Linked DNA regions of Sus scrofa: region 1 is linked to region 2. A link is a contact called in public promoter capture Hi-C data. All regions are on one chromosome and are shown on one strand. Each heading gives the region's core, a stretch centred on a gene start, on an enhancer-like site or on the middle of the called end of the contact. The rest is flanking DNA. Distances are from core to core; before and after follow the strand shown.

Region 1 (2,700 bases), core at 11-2,510, 310 kb after region 2:
CGACCCCTAGCCTGGGAACCTCCATATGCCGCAGGAGCGGCCCTATAAAAGGCAAAAAGACAAATAAGTAAATAAATAAATAAAATAAAGCCTAGAAAGCCCCACCACAGTCATCCCATATTCCTCCTAAATTGTCTTTAAAACTAAAGCGCCTTCCATAATACATCAGCCTCTATCTGACTTTAAGGAAACAGGCTGCCCAGTTTTGTAAAGTGCAGACAGGCTTGGGCTCAGGCCATCGATGTGGCCCCAACACCGGCTCACCTCCTGTCCCTGGACTTGCTCTAACCCTGCTGAGCACGGTAACTTATCTTTACTGGATTCCCTGGGGCACAACGCGATACTGATGCTCAGAGTTAATCTCTATCAAGTTAGACACCACTTTCCTCCAGAAGGCAAAGGCCTCACCGAATTCCCCAGGGCCAACGGGTTGGGCGAGCTCTACGTATCCCCACCGACCCTCCACCGCGAGGTTCCACATCCTTTCCCTCCCTGGCGCCTCTCCCCGCGGCTTCACTTTGCGGTCCACGTTCGAGGCCCGATGGCTCAAGAGTGTTCAGTGGGCTGAGCTCCAGACCAATGGTAAACGGCTACTAACCAGGGAGAAACACACACCGGTATGCGTTGGTACCACACACCAGTACCAACAGCGGTATCAACACCAGGTAAAAATAGCAGAAGCGGCGCAATTAACGCGGCACCAAGAACTGCGCAGGCGCACAACAGTCTGGCCTCAGGCGTGCGCAAAACGAAATGACTGGCGAAAGAAGAGCACCACGCACGCGCGGAGCCTTTCTTCCCGTCCCCGGCAGCGCTGGAGAATTAGAGAACCGCTAAACTGCGTTCTCAGGACGCATGCGCTGCCTCTATCCTTCCCTCCTCAACAGCCCCCCCACCCCGCTCAGTTTCGCGGCTTTGAAGGGCCGCCCCGGGCTTTCCAAAGCGCAAGCGCGAGACTGTTCTTTCCTCCTTCGCTTCTTCACATGACGCCTGCGCCGTCCTCCCCTCCCAACCCTTCCCCTCAGCTTCTAAGAAGTCAGAGCTGCCCGCCCTTCTCGAGTTGCTCAACCTCACCTGTCTCGAGTTTGAATGGTGTCCAGTTGCCCCGGGGCCGGCGGCTTGTCCTTTCGGGCCGAATACTCTGGCTCTCGCCGTGTAAGAAGCTTGCCCCAGGAATATCGATCACTCCCAGCTCGATTGATCACCAAGGAGTGCCTAGAGGAGAGCCGAGCGATCGATGCCCCCGCCCCTCCCCGTTTAAAAGGCCGGAGGGCGGGGCAACAGCTTAGGGTTGGGCTCTTCCCTTCCTTGGTTTCACTTTCCCTGTGGTTAACACCTGTGATTTCCTCTGCAACAACTACGATTACTTTGTGTGCATAGTAACTTCATATCCACCGTTTTGTCTAGAATCATACAACTAGGATTATTCTCTTCGTTTTACAAAGAGGTATGCCGAGGTTCAGTGAAATAAAGTGACCAGCCAAATGCTTGTGCTTTGGGGAAGTCGCAGATCCTGAATTTGAACCTCCGAAGTGCTGCATCCGTGGCCTGTGAGAGTGAGGAGGACCAAGGTTTCAGTACGAGTGGCGGGGGTGTGTGTGTGTGAGAGTGTCGGGATCTTCACTTCTCCCCCTGCTGCCTTGATGCTGAGTGGTGTGGGCGTCCCTGGGGGTTTCGGTTTTAAGCATGTTTCCCAATGGACCAGGCTTTTTGAAGCATTGATCAGAGTCAACCGGAAGTTCTGCATATACTGATTTTGGCACCTGAGTAGAAAGGAGAAGAAAATTCATTTACTGGTGTTAAAGAAAATATTATTATTATTATGTCTTTTTGTATTTTCTTGAGCCACTCCCGCGGCACATGGAGGTTCCCAGGCTAGGGATCTAATCGGAGCTATAGCCACCTGCCTCCGCCAGAGCCACAGCAACGCGGGATCCGAGCAGCGTCTGAGACCTACCCCACAGCTCAAGGCAACGCCGGATCCTAAACCCATGGAGCAAGGCCAGGGATCAAACCAGCAACCTCATGGTTCCTAGTTGGATTCATTAACCACTGCGCCACAACGGGAACTCCAAAGAAAATATTATTTGTGACATTCGTTAAGATAAGGCAGGCTTTATTTAGGGGAATGGCTGTAATGGGAAGGGTGGGCATTGATTGCAGTAGGGGAGAGGAGTTGGGGCACAGCTCTGAATACAGCAGGGACAAGAGATTTGTACCTGAACTTGAGCAGGGCCCTGTGGGGCTCCTGGGCACAAGCCTTTCTGTGTGCCCCATTTCTTGTTTTTAGGGGATAAGCTTCAGCCTCCGTGGCCTTCCCTGAATCCCAAAGGGCAGGTTCAAACAGTTGTAATGGGGAGGGGAAGGGATTCAGAGACAAGGAGCTGTCTAAGAAAGAACAGTGCAGCCTTGGGTAGGGTCCTGGTTCCTCTTCAAGAAGTATACATAACAGGGAGTCCTTTCCTGACTCAGTGGTTAACAAACCCGGCTAGGATCCATGAGGATTCGGATTCGATTCCTGGCCTTGCTCAGTGGGTTAAGGATCCAGCGTTGCCATGAGCTGTGGTGTGGGTTGCAGACACTGCTTAGATCCCTCATTGCTGTGGTGTAGGCTGGGGGCTACAGCTCCAATTTGACCGCTAGCCTGGGAACTTCTACATGCCGTGGGTACAGCTGTAAAAAAGGCAGAAAAAAAAAAAG
Region 2 (2,700 bases), core at 78-2,577:
TGAGTACTGCTGTTTTACAGCAACGGGACAATGACCTGGGCAAACCTGTGAATAACATTTTATAGTACCTCTGAAGTACAAAGGGCAATGATGTCTTTGAAGCACAGAACAGACTGTTCCATTCATTTTTTCCCATAACGCATTAAGTGGATATCACAAAGGAACAACTTTCCCAGAAGTGAGGGACAGGAGTATAATGAGGAAAAGGATGTGGATTCCAGCCGACTCTACCCGTCTCTCTAGACTTCAGTCTTCCCATTTATAAAATGAGCTTTCAGAGTAGCTTATGTTTGGATTGCTTTCATTGTCAATCCTAGGATTCTTATCTGGAATCCCTAAATGGTGGCCCACAGGCTGCATCTGACCTTCAGCCTGATTGGCCATAATGACATTTGGAGAAGTGCCGTGGGAAAATAATTGGTTGGAGCTGAGTGAGAAGCTTCCCTTTCAGAAAAGAAATTGACTTTCAGTCATAGCCCAGTCCAGCCCACTAGACTTGCCCCTGCAAACATCTGCATTTGCATCGTTTGGAATGAAGACCTTCTAAAATCACTTCTAAGTCTCAACCTCTGTAATAAACCCATTTAAAAAAAACAAAAAACAAAAAAACCCAAGAGACTGTGTCTGGGCTCCTTCCTCACTCTGTCACTTGATGACTTTGATTTGGGGCAAGATACTTCTCTGAGCCTCAGTGTCCTCGTTTGTAAAATGGGATAACACTGACCTCCAAAGACTGTTAGGAAGCTTAGCGAGTTGCCCGACAGCTCTTACAGAGTTCCCGGCACTGAACCATTCTAAGCAGCAAAGCACAGAAAGAGAGTATTCCCTAGTCTCCCCCTACCCCCCTTACCAAGTCCCATTTGTCGACAGCTGATGATTGCACTCACGACGACGCTTTCCCCCTTACCAACTCCCATGTCCCACAGCTCCACATCCCAGGATACACAAAATTCCCCTCAGTCCTCTATTTCTCTTTCCCACACAAAACCTCTTCACTGAGGTTCCCCGGACAGCACCGGGTTCCACAACGACGACAGGCAGCACAGCGACCAAATCACTGACCACTCCCCCCAGTCTCTTCTTCCCACCCTGGAACACTAAGGCTCCCTTTCCCTCAGACAGAAACCACCTTGGGTCAGGCAGCGGTGGTCCAGCTGTCTGTGGCCTAGGGTTCCTCCCAGAGGGCCCTCAGGAGGGAAGGGAGAGTAACTGCCAGACCCCCCGGAGGGGCCCACGGACACTCACCGTCCATCCCTGGAGGCGGTGGTTCCGGGTGCTCGCACCGGAAGCGGCCCCTATACTGTTTGCAGTTCCCCTGGTTACTGCGGAGTTCCCGACCAATGGCGGTGGAGCTCTACGCAATGAACCCGCCCCAAAGGGAGTGACGTCACGACTGTGCTCTGGAACTCCTCCTCCAGTCCCTGGATTCGCCCCGCCTTCCGGGCTGCTGGTAGTTGTGCGCAGGCGCGATGGACTAGGGCCCTCCGCGGCGTGTGCGCAGGCGCCGCAGCTGCAGCCAACTGAAGTAGCAATGGACGCGCTAGAGTCGTTGTTGGACGAGGTGGCCCTGGAGGGGCTTGATGGCCTGTGTCTGCCCGCGCTTTGGAGCCGTCTGGAGACACGAGTGCCGCCCTTCCCGCTGCCTTTGGAGCCCTACACGCAGGAGTTTCTGTGGCAGGCCCTTGCCACGCATCCGGGCATCAGCTTCTACGAGGAGCCTCGGGAACGACCAGATCTCCAGCTCCAGGACCGGTCAGCGGCCTGGCCCTCCGGGTGGGCGGGCGAGGGCAGGGTTCGGGGTCTGATGGAGCTGGGAGGGGTCCAGGTCGTTTCGGGAGCGGAGAGAAAGGAGTGGAAGCGAAAGGAAGACCCGCGGTCCGATGGGGGCGCGGACTAGGGCTGATTCGGGGTCCCTCGGGCCTGGCGGGGCCCAGGCGTCTGATGGAGTTCGGGGTGATTCGGTGATGTCCCATTATGTTCGTGTCTGTTTAGGGTGGCATTGGGCAAGACTGGGAGGATATTCTTTGGGTTTCAAAGAGTATTTCCTCTAAATGGAGCTTGGCTTTAGAGCCAGAAGGCTCTTAAGAGCGAGACCAGAGTCAAGTCGATGGGAATTCCCTGGCGGCCCAGCGGTTAAGAATTAGGCGTTGCCACTATTGTGGCTGGGATTCGATCCCTGGCCGGGGAACTTTGGTATGCTGCGGGCGCTGCCCAAAAAAAAAAAAGGCTGCAGACAGTGGAGCTAACCAGCCTTAATGGAACATTCATTCCCTGCTGGCCTAGAGAGCCTAAGGCAACCAGACAGCTGTACCACAACAATAATAGTAGTAATAATAGCTCACATTTATTTAGCTCTTGGTATGGCCTGATACTATTCTAAGATCTTGTTCTGGGAGCTTTGGGAGATGGAACCCACTTCCTTCTCACAGTGACTCCACGAGGAAGGTGGTTGTCTTCCCCATTTTGCAGAGGAGGAAACAGTGGTGGAGAGAGCTAAGTAACCTGTCCCTCAGTCGTGGAGATTGGAAGTGACTGAGTGTTGATTCAAAACCAGGGTATCTGTCTCCCAAGTCTGTACTCTTTTTTTTTTTTCCCTCGGCCACACCCGCAACATATGGACGTTCCAGGGCCAGGAATGGAATCCAGGCCACTGCTGTGACCTGTGCCACAGCTGTGGCAATGCCAGATCCCTAACCCACT

What was found. Promoter capture Hi-C pulls out the DNA fragments that hold promoters and counts their contacts.
Region 1: a contact with region 2 is called in a promoter capture Hi-C map of liver, with 4 times the contacts expected there. The contact joins the promoter of KDM8 here to the promoter of KIAA0556 in region 2. A contact is called at or near these places in 1 of 5 promoter capture datasets (liver), 1 of 47 Hi-C or Micro-C datasets (liver) and 1 of 2 datasets of contacts at active chromatin or transcription factors (alveolar macrophages).

Annotation. Positions count from the first base shown.
Region 1 is chr3:19,674,947-19,677,646 of Sscrofa11.1, forward strand. It overlaps KDM8 (lysine-specific demethylase 8), which reads right to left and starts at 1,261. Exons shown (of 10, transcript XM_021086445.1): 1 at 1,075-1,261.
Region 2 is chr3:19,366,940-19,369,639 of Sscrofa11.1, forward strand. KIAA0556 (protein KIAA0556 homolog) reads right to left here and starts at 1,328. Exons shown (of 30, transcript XM_021086440.1): 1 at 1,246-1,328. The coding sequence starts at 1,252. GTF3C1 (general transcription factor 3C polypeptide 1) reads left to right here and starts at 1,420. Exons shown (of 37, transcript XM_005662065.3): 1 at 1,420-1,752. The coding sequence starts at 1,532.